2 separate regions of the Cricetulus griseus genome follow, and region 1 is linked to region 2. Evidence: chromatin contacts called from public Hi-C data. All regions are on one chromosome and are shown on one strand. Each heading gives the region's core, a stretch centred on a gene start, on an enhancer-like site or on the middle of the called end of the contact. The rest is flanking DNA. Distances are from core to core; before and after follow the strand shown.

Region 1 (7,652 bases), core at 757-3,256, 110 kb after region 2:
AGGGGATGTAGATAAGATAAAGACTGGCTGCTGGAAATGCAACTAATAAAGTCTTTGCCACCAAGGAAATGTTCGAGTTTTCATTAGAACCAAATAATGTTTAACTGAAAGGAAAACTAAAGCTATTCCCAAACTTGAATTTCACGAAACGAATGCAAGGTTGCTGTATGTTTATTTTGACAAAACTTTAAGAACACCATCACACACACAAAAAAAAAAGCTAAAAAAATTTTCCAAACAGGGCTGGAGAGATGACTCAGAGGTTAAGAGCATTGGCTGCTCTTTCAGAGGTCCTGAGTTCAAGTCCCAGTACCCACATGGTGGTTCACAACCACCTATAATGAGATCTGGTGTGTTCTTCTGGTATTCAGGCAGCAACAATGTATACATAACAAATAAGTAAAATAAAACCGTTAACTCATTAAACAATAAGAGACTCTGCTTTTAAAAAAATTTCCAAACAATAGAAGTGCATAAATTTCAAACTAAAAGACTGTCCTAAAGTGAGGTCAGTTGACAAGGATATATTCCAGAGGGTAGTGATTCAAGCCACATCTCTTTGCGTTTCCCTGGGGTCTCGTGAACACCAAAGATGGGCACCGGTTGCCAGATGGGGGGAAGGGGTAAGACTTACTGATCTACTTATTTCCCCATAAAAGCAGTCTTGCTATAGTATTAAGTTTGGAGTGAGGCCTGAACGACGTTTTTGTTTCCTCTACCCTTCCTGCTCTGAGATGGAAACCTCAACCTCCTTCATGTAAATGAGACGCGGTAGGGGGAACACAGTTCTCCCATCCAGCAGCCAGGCAACGGCTGGGCTCAGAAAGACAAACAAGTACCTCGGGCTTGAAAGTGCACAGCGCACTCTTAATCAATACACAATTACTTTCGACGGAAAGGAGAAAGTTCGGAAACTGCTTTTGAGTGGGTTGGTTTGGAGGAGGTAGGGCAAGCTCATGCGCCTGGCAGCCAGCGCCGACTAGCATCCTTCCCTCTAGGGACTTCTTAAGTGCCATTCCCAAGTCTGAAAACTTAACGCAGGTATCTGGGGGCTCCTCCGGCGCCGCCAGGACAAGGAAACGTCCGGCTAAGGCAGTACCGTAGCACCGCCGCCGTCAGACCACTGTTTGTGAATCATGGAACAGGCACAGGATCAGATGGCGGAGTCTCAGGTGTGGCCATGACTTCAGACTTGCGGAGTGAGGTGACAAGTTTCAACTTAGATCAGGCGTAAAGAAAGTTGCACTAATCACAGACCTCCGGAGTGGCCGGGCCGCCTCACTTTGGCCCCCACATCACTCCCCGCGGGCCACAAGGGCCGCTTTGTGCAGGCGAGCGCAGAGCTGGGGCTCCAGGACCCGGCGGGGAGGCCTTGCCTCCCGAGTCCCCAGCGCCCTCGGGCTCGGCCACCAGACGCCTGCTGTTTACACAGGAAGGGAAGGCTCCTCCTCAGTCCGGGAGGAAACCTGGCAGCGCAAGCAGATCCGAAGCTCAAGCCCCGCCGTCCCACCGGGGTGCGCCCCCACGGTGCCCCGCACCCTCGGTTCCCTGCAAGCGGCCCCGGGCGAGCAAAGTTCCCGAGCGCACAGCGGGCGACGCCGCTTACCTGCGAGGCGCGGCACGAGCGCGCAGAGCCCGAGCAGACAGGCGTAGAGGGTCGCGGGCACCCGCGGCATGGTGCGCGCCGCTCGGCGGGGGGCGCGCGGCGGGGACGGAGCGGGGCGAGGCCGGGACCGCAGCCGCATGCCGGGCACTGCACTCGGGCTCACGGCGCCCGCGGCCGGGCTGGCCCGCGCCCCGCCGCCACCATCCTTCTTTCTGGCCGGCTGGGACGCCCTGAGTTGTCGCCTCTCGGGACGCACCCTCGCCGAGTCCCCGCACGCCCGCTCTCGGAGCCCCTTCCCTTCTCCCTCGGCCTCCGGGCCCCACTCTCCTCTGCTTTCTCCTCCCCTCTCTCCCGCGGGCTGCCACTCGGTCAGTTTACGGCTAGGCGGGACGGGGCGGGGCGAGCTCCGGGCTGGACCAGCTCCGCCCTGCGCCGGGATCCGCCGGCAGGTCTAGGTCCCGGGGTGCCCAGGTGGCTGTCACATCCTATGCATTTGGGGTGGGGAGGTGGGGTCCGGATTCGAAACTTCTAGTTTGGGACTTCCTCCCTCGCTTACTTAGCAGCTACGGGAGGGGGCGGGGCGCGCGCCTTTAGGCCGGCAGAGATTACTTGAGCCAAAGCAATCTCAGTATGACTTGAGGAGCGAGGGCAGGTAAAAGCTTGGATCTACCAGGCCATTTCCTCATCCCAGAAGCGCATGCCAGCCGGGGCCTCGCCCAAGATGGGACAGAGGAGTCTGGCGTATTCAACCAAGACGCCACGTTCTGGACGGGCAAGGGAGGACACGTGGATTAGAGGCGCGCAGGTGAAGCCAAGGCACACTGCAGAGCAAGCATTGTGCTAAATGCCGTCTGCCTGTGTACTCACTTCTTGAGTGCTCCTAACATCCCTACTGTTACTTAGATGAGGAAACTGAGGCACAGAGGGTCAACATGAGGGAGGAAGTGACTGCTGGGATGTTTTGCAAAGAAACTGGTGATGATTTAAGTAAGGCAGCCTAATCTTTGCAGGTGAAGGTCAGGACTTAGAGGTGTGAGCAGAAAACCTAAGGCATTTGGATCTTGAGCTTTGTTTATTTCCACCTCCCCAACTTTGACTGAATGGTACTGGCAGACCTCAGTTTGTAGTGTAGTATGGGTAGGCAAAAATGAAGCAATCCATAGCAAACTTCAAAACTCATCCTTAGAATTGCTCTGTAATTTTTTTTTCTTTCTTTTCTGAGACAGGGTTTCTCTGTGTGGCTTTCGGTGTCCTGGAACACACTCTGTAGACCAGGCTGGCCTCGAACTCACAGAGATCATCCTGCCTCTGTGTCCCTAAGTGCTGGGATTAAAAGCATGCACTACCACCACCATCACCGGGCTTTGTCATATCTTCTGTTTTGACTTAAATCATAGTTGAGGTCAACCATTGTCCAATAAAATCATACTGCAGAGGCAGGCCGGGTTTATCTTGGAATTACCTGCCCCTTAGGGCATTGGCCTTGAGGCTACATTTATCCCCCTCTGAGAGGTGGTGGTTCTAAATTATGGGAACTGATCAAAGTCTTTGAACTGGAAGACATCCAGTGCTGAGTGTTGCTTTGTCTGCTAGGATCAGCTAGACTGAGAGTGGAGTCCTGAAGGCTGGCTGAATACTGCTTTAAGTACAGCAGTAGTTTTCTTATGCGTGCATTCTTTAAGTTCAGGCCCTGTAATATCCCATCTTCTCTACACCCAGAATGGTACTTCACTGCTGTTGAAACATTCACTTTGTCCCACACCTGGCACAGACCACCTGGAAAGAGCTGTGATCCAACTTGCCCTAATTCTCACCAGTCCCCTCCTGTCTTATCTGGTGGTTCTCTGGGTCCCCAGCCTGCCCAGACCTGCCAGAAGCCACAGCTCCTGAGCAATCCAAGCTGCATCAAAGCTGATTTGGAAATGCCTTTTCTAGTTCAGAACTTCTGCTCTGTGGTTCCTGCTTTTTACCCCCTCTTCAAGAATCCTCCATCTAAGTGTTCTCAGATAGTCAGATATCCATATGATGATCTATGATTTGATCTTAAAAAGAAAGGAAGCTGGACACAGCAGCACACACCTTTAATTCCAGCACTCTGGAAGCAAAGGCAGGCACGTGTACATTTGAGGCTAGCCTGATCTACATAGTGAGTTCCAGGACAGCGAAAACAAACAACAAAAGAAATGAAATTCTGACACTTGCTGCAACATTGACAACATGCTATGTAACATAAATCAGACCCAAAGGGACACATATTATATAATTCTGTGTGTCTGTGTGTGTGTGTGTGGGGGGAGGTGTTGTCTCATCTAGTCCAGGCTGGCCTAGAACTCTGTAGCTAAACAGGATGACTCTGAATTCCTGATTCTCCTGCTTCCACCTCTTGAGTGTTAAGATCACAGGGGTGTGTGCCACATGCCCAGACATTCTACTTGTTTATATAAAGGGTCCAGAACAGAAAACGTGACAGAAACAAGGAAAACAGATGTTACCAAAGGCTGGTGAGGGAAGAGAATGGTGAGTTATTCATGATTACAGAGTTTCAGGTGGGGATAATGGGAAAGTTCTAGAAATGGATAGTAATATCTGCACGGTCCACTTAAACTGGATGAAATGATAAATTTAACATTATGTATCTTTTACCATGAAAAGAATAGTTAGAGGACTAGAGACATGGCTCAGAGATTAAAAGCAATGACTGTTCTTCTAGATGACTTGGCTTCAATCCCCAGTACCTACATGGCGGCTCACAACTCACTGAGGTTTGAGACCCTCTTTTGAATTTTGCAGACACTTATTTATTTATTTTGCTTTGTTTTTCCGAGACAGGATTTCTCTATGGCTTTGAAGGCTGTCCTGGAGCTAGCTCTTGTAGACTAGGCCTTGAACTCAGAGATCCACCTGCCTCTGACTCCCGAGTAAGTGCTGGGTCTGCAGACACTTTTATGCACACCACACAGACATACATGCAGTCAAAATACCCATAAATAAAAATAAAATATTTTAAGAGATTGTTTTGTAAAGGATGCCTATGAAACATGGATATACTTTTTTGTTTGTTTTGTTTTGAGTTTTTTTGCTTTTTCCAGACAGTGTTTCCTTGCTTAACTTCCTGGAACTTGCTCTGTAGACCAGGCTGGCCTTGAACTCAAAGATCTGCCTGCCTCTACCTCCCAAGTGCTGGAATTAAAGGTGTTTACCACCACTGCCCCTCACGGATATACTTTTTTTTTTAATGCTGAGATCAATTTTTTATTTGAAAAGTACCAGATTAGAGCTGGTGTGATGGCATATGCTTATAATCTGAGCGCTTGGGAATGGAAGCAAGGTTATCCTTGGCTACATCACAAGTTCAAGGCCAACCTGGCTACCTAAAGGAAGAAAAAATACCCAGCATCCTAACATAGGTTTTTCTCTCTTTATGCTCCATGATTCTTGTCAGACAAGAATCCCCATGTCAACTCTCAGGACCTCTGAGGATGAACCTAAAAGTGGTATGCAGATAATAGATGAAGCTGTAAGCACAATGACTTCCATGTTAATGAAAATAGCCTACAATAATCATTTGTGTGTTTGTTGGTTTGGGGTTAAGCATGTACACAGTAGTTATGACAAAAAAAAAACTTTTTAAAAATGATTTTATTTGAACCAGGTGGTGGTGGCAGTAGTGCAGGCCTTTAATCCCAGCACTTGGGAGGCAGAGGCAGAGGCAGGCAGATCTCTGAGTTCGAGGTCAGCCTTGTCTACAAAATGAGTTCCAGGATAGCCAGGGCTATACACAGAGAAACCCTGTCTGGGTGGGGGGGTGAGGGGTGGGGGGGAAGGTACATACAAAGGATATACTCAGCCTCAGAAAGCGAAGGCAGGAGGAGCTATGAGTTTGAGGTCAGCCTGGACTATAGAATGAAACTTTGTCTGAGGGGAAGAGAGAAAGAGGAGAAGCAGCAGCCCCCATCCCAACACATAAGAATTTTAAATGTATTTACGGCACAGCTAGCAGACACTTAGTAAGTAGGTTGCATGTTTACACCTTTCTGTTCATATAATTACCAATTCTAGAAATTATAATTATTTCATCTCCCTTCGAGCAGTTCTCAAAAGATTAGTTGTGAAAATATTTTTAAGATTATATGTGTGTTTGCCTTTATGAAATTATTTTCTGGGTTTTGTTTGTTTGTTTGAGGCAAGATCTCATTATTCTGTAACCTTGCAAAACCCCCTCCTTGGCATCAATGTTGCTGGGGTTACAGACATGCACTGCACACCCAGCATGAAATGAAATATGTAAAAAAACCAAACAAAACAAAAAAAACCCAGTATCGGGCAGAAAAGATGGTTCAGCTTTTTTTGTTTTGTTTTGTTTTGTTTTCGAGACAGGGTTTCTCTGTGGCTTTGGAGGCTGATCTGGAACTAGCTCTTGTAGACCAGGCTGGTCTCGAACTCACAGAGATCCACCTGCTTCTGCCTCCCGAGTGCTGGGATTAAAGGCCTGCGCCATCACTGCCCAGCGATGGTTCAGCTTTTAAGAGCACAATCACCCTCCGGAGGGTTCAGCTCCTAGCACCCACTCCAAGCAGTTCTTGGATCTCTTACCCTCTTCTGGTCTCCTTTTTTTTTTCTTGGTTTTTGTTTTTCTAGACTGGGTTTCTCTGTGTAGCAGCCCTGGCTGTCCTGGAACTCAACTGTGTAAACCAGGCTGGCCTCGAACTCAGAGATCCACCTGTCTCTGCCTCCCGAGTGCTGGAATTAAAGGCCTGGCACAATAAATCTTTTTAAAAAAGATTTTATTTGAGCCAGGTCATGGTGGCAGACGCCAAAGCTACACAGAGAAACTGTCTCAAAAAACAAACAAACAAACAACAACAACAGGAAAAAGGTTATTATTATTATTATTCATGTGTATCATTATACGTGTCTATGTGAGGGCCCATGCTTGTGTGTACAAAATATATCTTTTATTTTTATTTGTTTAATTGTCATCAGGCCTTCAACCTAGAGGAAGTCTCTATTGGAGTCTTTATCTAACCTTCCCTTTCCAGTTTAACAAAGCAAGATGTTTCCTCACAGTGCCTAAAGGGTGCAGACCATTTTCCAGTTACTTCTGTAAAAAAAAAAAATAAAATGAATGGAAAGAAACATAAAGAGAAAGGGAGCGAGCTGGTATCTTCCTTATGTGGGGATTGTGAGGGATGAACCCAGGGCCTCAGGCATATGAGGCAAGTCCCCTACCTATAAGATAGTACCTATATCCTTAGTCCCATAGAAATCTTCAGTAAGTGGCTAAATCAGAAGAATCTGACCTATCACCCCATTTAGAGAACCCCAAAGGATGGGGGGGAGCCCCCACCAGGTCTTCATTGTGTGAACAATGAACAAGTCCACAGGGTATAACATTTACTCTACGCATTGGACGCTGGGGCTCAGAGACGTGATGATAAACAGCAGTGTCAAGGTCCCCTAAGTCCAAGACCCTTTCTTCTACTATCTGGTAGCTGCCTCCCTTTGAATGGAATTTCTGATCTTTAGTGAGACTGTGAGAGTCTCCACATAATTGGAGTTCATTTGGGGCTGGAGATCAATGGCTCAGTGAGTGAATTCTTACTGCTCTTAGAGAAGGCTGGAATTACATTCCTGGGACTCAGAGTCCCTGATAAGAATAACGATGGAGCATACTTAAGTTAGAATGGTCTAAATTGGCTGGGCACTGTGTTGCCTGAGCCTGAGACATCCCTATAGAGACACCCAACCGCTTTAACCCTGGGAAGCATGCAAACCCAAGTTTGTATCAGTTTTACAGTAGACTTAGAGCCACATAAAACAAGAGCTTGGGCAGTGGTGGCACATGACTTTAATCCCAACATTCAGGAGGCAGAGGTAGGTGAATTTCTAAGTTGGAGGATGGCCTGGTCTACAGAGTTCCTGGACAGCCAGGCCAACACCGAGAAATCCTGTCTCAAAAACCAAAAATAAAAAATAAATAAAACAGGATTTTGGTAGGCAGGGGTCAGACTTTTCTGTGATACAGCTGTGTGGGCATCACCCATGC
Region 2 (6,875 bases), core at 522-3,021:
AGCAAACTCCATGGCAGAATGGGTAGGGTCAAGTAGCCCAGGGGACAGCAAGTCTCAGGGCTCTAGGGGAGTGGCACATGAAAGTCTAAGGACACAAGAGGGGATGCTAGAGCCAGGTATACAGACGAGGTTCTGTGACCCTGAAGTAAGGGGTAACCCCACAAAACCTCAGCCAGCCACAAGGAGGCAGATCACCCTACTTATCTCACAGGGAACCCAAAGAACTGGCTGTCTAGAAAGCTCCCTGGTACTGGAGGGAGCGCCATCATACAGTAGGGCCACTCCACAGAGGATGCTGAGACCCAAGAGGAGAAGCACATATCAGGTCCCCTCCCAGTGTCCTGCCTCCCAGACATGCTCCGACCACCATCTAGACATTGATAAGGACTGGGCAGAGGGCAGATCATGAAGAGAGAGGGCTGTAACTTTCTCCAGAGGACACTGAGATGCTTGGGGAATTTAACTACTCCTCTCCTTGGGCTGATCTCACACAGACACTTTAGAGGAGCCAGGCAGTAAGGCTCATATTTGTCTCTTGCTCTGCCTGGTCCCTCCTCCCACCCTCACCCCTCAAGGTAGTCAGGCTTGGCCAGGAGCCAGAAAGGGGTGGCTCCATCTTTGGCCATTCATGCTGACCCTTGCTGGACCTTCCGCCAGCCTCCTGGATCAGCACATGGCAAACAGGATGCCTGGTTTCCGGTTGGCTCGACCCCCTGCCCCCCCACACACACCCCAAGATATTCCACTGTATTAATACAACTCCATGTCCCCTCTAGGACACACTCCATACAACCCATATGGATATGGGTACAGCAGCCTAGCGCTGGGCTCCCTAACCCCCAGAAACTCAGGCTGCACTGTAGTTATTTATTAAAGCATGTCTGCCCCGTTACAAAAACAGGCCATTCCGAGAGCTTGTGCAAGGCATGTTAATTAAAATCAGCTGGAGTCGAGTGTGACCTCACCAAAGTGAAGGGTGTGTTTGGTTAGTTCTAGAACACGAGGGATGAAGGACTAAAATATTCAAAACCTCTCAGAAAACACAAAGCAGGAAAATGGCCTAAAATTTCATTATCAAAAGAACTTTGTTTAAAAAAAAAAAAGAAAGAAAAATTTCCATTATGCCATGAAAGAGACAGGTCAGTGTGGTCCTGGGATAGATCAGAAGGGCCAGTCCCTATCTTTGGGCTTTCTTAGCTTTTCAGACATTTTATTAAAGCAAGGGTTGTTTTTCCATGAGGCCTTTTAACCGCTGAGACAACCCCACATTACCTGTGGCTCCGTAGGAAGGTAAGGAGGCTTCCGCTCCCTTTTACTGTCTCCATGTGCTGCCCCAGCTTGGCCCACTCCCCAGGGTCTGCTGGAAATTGGGGCCAGAGGGGTACCTTGGACACAGCATGCTGACTAGAGCTGCGATCCCACCCACACGGGCATGGTGTCTGGGCCACTCCCTCCCTATCTTGCCTCTCAATCTACAGGCAGGTTCAGTTGCCCATGCCCAGGGCTGTCTATGGCACATGGCCAGGAAGGGTCAAGCCACTCTGAACGTTTCTGAACACAGCTGACCAGCAGCAATCACAGGCTCTGTGAGCATGAACTCACTTCATTATCAGCCTGGCCAGACATTAGCAGGGAAATCTGCCAAAAGAAAATCACAACTGTGCTCCTTTGCCAAAGAATAACACTGCCTGCATCACCACTTGCTTCTGCTTAGTGCCCAGCTTCCCCCGCTGCCTGGCTCCTCAGCACCAAGGATGACACAGCTGTTTCCCAGCAAGTTCTGACAGCCAGTGTCACGCCTGTGGTCCAGGCAGCACCGTGGCTTGACTGTTGCAACTGACCTGTGTTGCACCATGGTAGTGGGTGTGAAGAGCAGAGCCCAGGATGGTCATGGGGTGTGTGTGACCTGACTCTGGACCGAGCCCGTGACAGAAGCCTAGACAAGCTCTACATTCAGCCCGACTCTATTATCAGCATAAATAGAGCAGAAAAATCCCAAAGCCCCTGCACTCGCTTCAGGCATCCCTATCTAGGTCGGCGCCCTTCCATCCCATTTGCCTTCTGATTACATTTTGTTTAATGCAGCAGTTCCCACGGGCCTGGTCTATGAAGCATTGTTTGGGAGATGCTCTGCGGAAGATCAAAGGCATTTGGGAAAGAACGCACACGGCATTCCCTTTAGAGAACACATGATGGCATACCCCAGGCTCTGTGTTGTCTAGACCCAGCACCAGCTTCATCTCATTTATCACTCTGCAATCTTTAAACTTGCTTAGATGGATTAGTGATCTTGTTTTTATGAATGGTTTTACTTTCCTTCCACCAATCCCCGCCCCGCCCCCCAGACACCCAGCATTTCATGGCCGTTGTTTTGGTGACCCTTAGCACAAGTTTTGGTTGGCAGCCTATGTGTGGACCACAGGCACAAGAGGCCAGCTGGGGAGGGTGCCTGGTGAAAGACAGGCCTAGGGTGAGGGCAGAAGAGCAGGCCCTCACCTCTTGGAGCTGCAAGCATCTGGGCAGGTTGGGCACTTCTCACATGTTTCTCCAAAGGCTCCAGGCTCTGTACACTGGCACTGCCCACAGACACAGCGGCCACGGTCACTGCAGATCTGTCCATCCTTGGCCCGGCATGTGCTGATGTCCGTTGAACAGTTACAATTGTCCCCAATGTAACCTGCATGGCATTTGCATTCTCCACAGTGACACTCGCCGTGGCCTAAAAGGACACACACATATATCAGTCAGGGCTTGTCAGTCTTTACATATGAGCACACACCACCCAGGGCCTGCATGTGCCAGGGTGAGGAATCCCACAGAGAATGGGGCACTGGCTTTGTCCTCAGAGAGGGCCTGGTGATGCCACAGGATAATATTCATGACCTGGCAGAGTGTAGCCTGGTGCTTCGACTGGTCCAGACACACTGGTCAAGTCACAACACAAAACCAGAAAAGCATCCTGATTCAGTGGATGTGTGAAAATAGTCCCCCAATATGCCCATTTCAGAAACTGTGACTATGGCAAGGCAAAGCTGCAGATGGGATTAAGCAGAGCAGCCTCTTCTGGAAGGTCCAGCTGGGTCCTAAACCTAGCAAATAGGTACTTACAACAGGAGCAGGGGTGACTACAGAAGGTGACTAGGGGGCAACAGAAGCAAGACACTCTGCAGCTGGCTTTGAAGATGATAACCAAGAAATGCAAGAAGCTGGAAAAAGCTAGCACCTCCAGGGGTGTGAGGAGCGCAACCACACAGACACCCCGACATCAGTCAGGGGAAACAAGCTCGGACATCTGACCTCCTCTGTGATCTAAGAGAACAGATCCAGACTGCTGGAATGCAGAAAACATATGGTGATTTGTTACTGGTCCAACCAAAACCAAGCACAGCCATGCTTCCGGAGTCCTACTGAGATTTTGACTTGCTCTGGCGCTGGGGCCCTGCAGTCTCTACACAGAGGACTACAGAGCCTCAGCCCTCAAAGGCACTCAAGTACTCTTGCAGTAGTGTCTGTCATGGACTGTGGTGCTGTTGGCTCCGTCCATTCTCACAGTAACCCATGAGGGATGAAACTGACACACACAGAAGAGACAGCCAATGGAAGGTCACCCAGGTAGCTGCAGGAGACCCGAAGGAGTCAGCCCAGTTCCTTGTTCTGAACTCCTGCCCAGAGCAGGCTTGGCCATCATAAGAACCTACTGGGGCAACCTAGTTCTCCTCGCTCGGATGGATCCTGTCCCCAGCCTGTCAGGGAGGAGGTTGTAACAGAAATTAAATTGGCAAATTGCCATGTGCTTGCAAAAAGCGGACTCTTGGGAACAAGAGCACGTCTATTTCAAATGTCCTCTGAAAACGTCCTGAGCAGGCTGGCCCCCTGGCCCTGTGACAGTGAATAGCTAAGGGTATTTCAGGCATTGTGCCCTTGAGAACAGCTGGAAGGCCAACCGTTTCCAACAGAGGTTACTACTGTTTACCCCATTGTATGAAAATGCCTGCGGCCGGAAGTAGACACGCAAGCACACCTTCAGAAAACACTCTGCTCTGCCTAGGACTCTCAGTCAGAAATCTCAGCAGACCAGGTGATGTTTGTTCACTCTCTTCATCAGGTCCCCAGCCGTCTCTGTCAGATGGACCAAGTGCCCAATTGGATGTTTTTGCTATCTGTCTTCTACCTCTTGCTACGTGCCTAGCAAACACACTCATTCAAAACAAAAAGCATAGCTACCGTAGAAGGTTCAGTTTGGAACAGGGAGGCATTGTCTCAGGGTTCTGCAGGCATCAAGGGCAGCAGCATCACTGCTTGGAGAACTGAGCGAGCACCTTCTGGGGACAAGGAGGGTGTCCTGAAGAGCATGGACACTGCTGTGTCCTTGGTCCTCTGGGGATCTCAATTTAACAGCTCACTTTTCCAAAGGTTTGTTTTTATTTGTGTGTCTCTGTGGGTGGTTATGTGCATACATGAGGTGGGAGTCCACAGATCCAGAAGGGGGTGTCAGACCCCTTGGAGAGGAACTTAACAGACTCTTGTGAGCGTCCTGACATGGGTGCTGGGAACTGAACTCCGGTTGTGCAAGAACAGTAAGTGCTATTAACCACTGAGTCATCTCTCCACTCATGAAATGGCTCATTTAAAAAAAAGTTGACTGTTGCTGGGCAGTGGTGGCGCAAGCCTTTAATCCTAGCACTTGGGAGGCAGAGGCATGCGGATCTCTGTGAGTTTGAGGCCAGCCTGGTCTCCAGAGCGAGTTCCCGGACAGCCAGGGCTACACAGAGAAACCTTGTCTTGAAAAAAAAAAAAAAGTTGACTGCTTTTTCGGTCTATCTTCCTCCTCGGTATCCCATTGCTTAAGGCCGACATCATCAAGAAAACCAGGAGTTTGCATGTACTGAGCATCCGCCCGTAGATGAGTACAAGACAGGAAAGCACAGCTTTGGGTGTCATCATGGTGGGGATCAGTGTGTTCACCTCCACTTTGGAGTCAGTTATTCTGACACTGGAACCCAGCATGCTCCTGGCCTCTACTGGATCCGGTCTACAATACTGGTTAGGACCTAACTTCAGACAGACTCTTCACTAGTCACTCAAATAGGAGCCTGGCCCTCTTCCTCTGGCTCATGTCCTCTGTAGTACCCACAACCTGCAAGGGACAGGAGGACCATCTGGAGTGTCCCCGTGTCCCAGCCCTCCTTCACACAATAGCCTCTCCACTCCACCCTGGTGCTCTGAGCTACAGAGCATTTCAAAGGCGGTGCTGCAGCATATGGCCAGACCTCTAGGAAGGGAAGAATGCCAGGCAGACCAGAAGGCTGAGGAATGCAGCTCACACCACACAGGAGCTGGCATGAGACATGGATGCCACAGGAAAGTGCCCGTACAAGGTCACGGGTTTATGGAATTCAGGGTGACCACTGCCTCTCTGCCAGCATGTGACCTGAGGCCAGATGAACCCCCATAAGGGTCTTCAAAGGTGAAATGGGTCCAACCTGCACAAACCCCCCGCTCTCACCCTGGGGACTGTGTTGGTCAAGTTAAACTGAAGTAGTTCATGGCTGAAGGCAACCTTTGCTCAACATTTCATTATGGGAAAACTGGAGAAAAGGTAAAGACTTTGCAATAGATATCCAAACACTTCCATCCAGTACTCTGCCAGTACATGTGGCTTTATTATAGCCATCCATTCATCATGTGTATTATTTTTAATGCATTTCAGAGTCAACTTTAGGGGGGAGTATCATTTTTCATTTTCTATTTTGAGGCAGGCTTTCGCTAAGTTGTCCAAGCTGCCTTGAATTCACACTATTGTTCAGGCAGGCCTTGGAGTCCTGATCCTCCCTCCAGCCTCAATCTCCCAAGGTTTATCCAGGGAACAATAATACAATATGGTTCTGACACTCTCCAATAGCCCACACATCACAACCTTCCCATGAAGCAAGGCTGTAAGAGTTGCAGAAGGCATGGCTGCTACTCTACTTCCCACAACTAGGAGCTGTTTCAGTAAAATGCACTGTTTCCTTTCTGCCTCTGTCTTTGGCAGCACTATAAAGTGATCCACATGTAATTTCAAACAGCATCCCAATATATCCAAGTTTTGGAGGTGTGCATTACTCCATGGCAGGGCTAGGTTTGCAGTTCAGGATGTGTGTTAAAGGAAAGGAAGCCTTGCTTTTCTGGTGATCAAGTATCTGCGCTCAAAGGTCATCTTACTATAGAATGGGCATGCTTGGCAGAGGTGCCAGAGCTCTGTAGTCCCACCATGATGGCTGAGCAGCAAGGAAGCCCCACTTGCTTGTGAGCACATCTGATATCCTGTAGGTCCCCGAGCTCCAACCACCCAGTCCAAGGTTACTGTAGCTGAGTGGGCTCCAGATCCAGACAGCAAGAGACGGTGGAAGCTGACGATACAAGAGAGGCCATCATGGGCTCTTGGAGGGAACCAGAGACGCAATGTGTCCTCAAAGCATCCCCTACCTGCACTGCAGTGCCGACATGACAAGCAAATGAAGCAGCTGTTAAGTAGACAGACAGAGTGTGAAAGTCTAGCCTACCTGGGAGAGGACTCTCAGAGCAGCAGTGAACAGGCTGCTGGACATAGAAAATCCCCACATGTGGCTTTGGGGCTTCCAGTATTTAAGGATTCCAAAGCAATCTCAAAGAAAACCCAAAGAGAAAGGACAGCCAAGGCCTGTACTTGGTGATGCTTTGGAGGCCACCATCACTCATGTCCTTAAAGGAATCTTATCCCCAGTAGAGACTCTAATAGTTACAGTTTGGTGACCATCTGGCTGCTCACTGCCTTTTAAGGATAGCAAAAGAGTTAGGGAGGTGGTTTAGTGGTAGAATTCAAGTCGGACATGCACAGGGCCTCGGCTTCACAC

Evidence for each region. A called contact is a pair of places that touch in the nucleus more often than the background predicts.
Region 1: a contact with region 2 is called in a Hi-C map of liver, with 3 times the contacts expected there. The contact joins the promoter of Itgb5 here to the enhancer-like site in region 2. A contact is called at or near these places in 5 of 8 Hi-C or Micro-C datasets (the CHK-Q cell line, the CHO-K1 cell line, fibroblasts and 1 more).

What each region holds. Positions count from the first base shown.
Region 1 is chr4:55,764,163-55,771,814 of CriGri-PICRH-1.0, forward strand. Itgb5 (integrin beta-5) reads right to left here and starts at 2,007. Exons shown (of 15, transcript XM_027412795.2): 1 at 1,607-2,007. The coding sequence starts at 1,745.
Region 2 is chr4:55,650,905-55,657,779 of CriGri-PICRH-1.0, forward strand. Itgb5 (integrin beta-5) reads right to left here. Exons shown (of 15, transcript XM_027412795.2): 11 at 2,497-2,719. Among named protein-coding and RNA genes, the nearest start is that of Umps, 32 kb to the left of the region's middle. Within about 2 kb of position 1,772, at least 2 of the 6 cell types and tissues checked have open chromatin away from gene starts, as enhancers often do.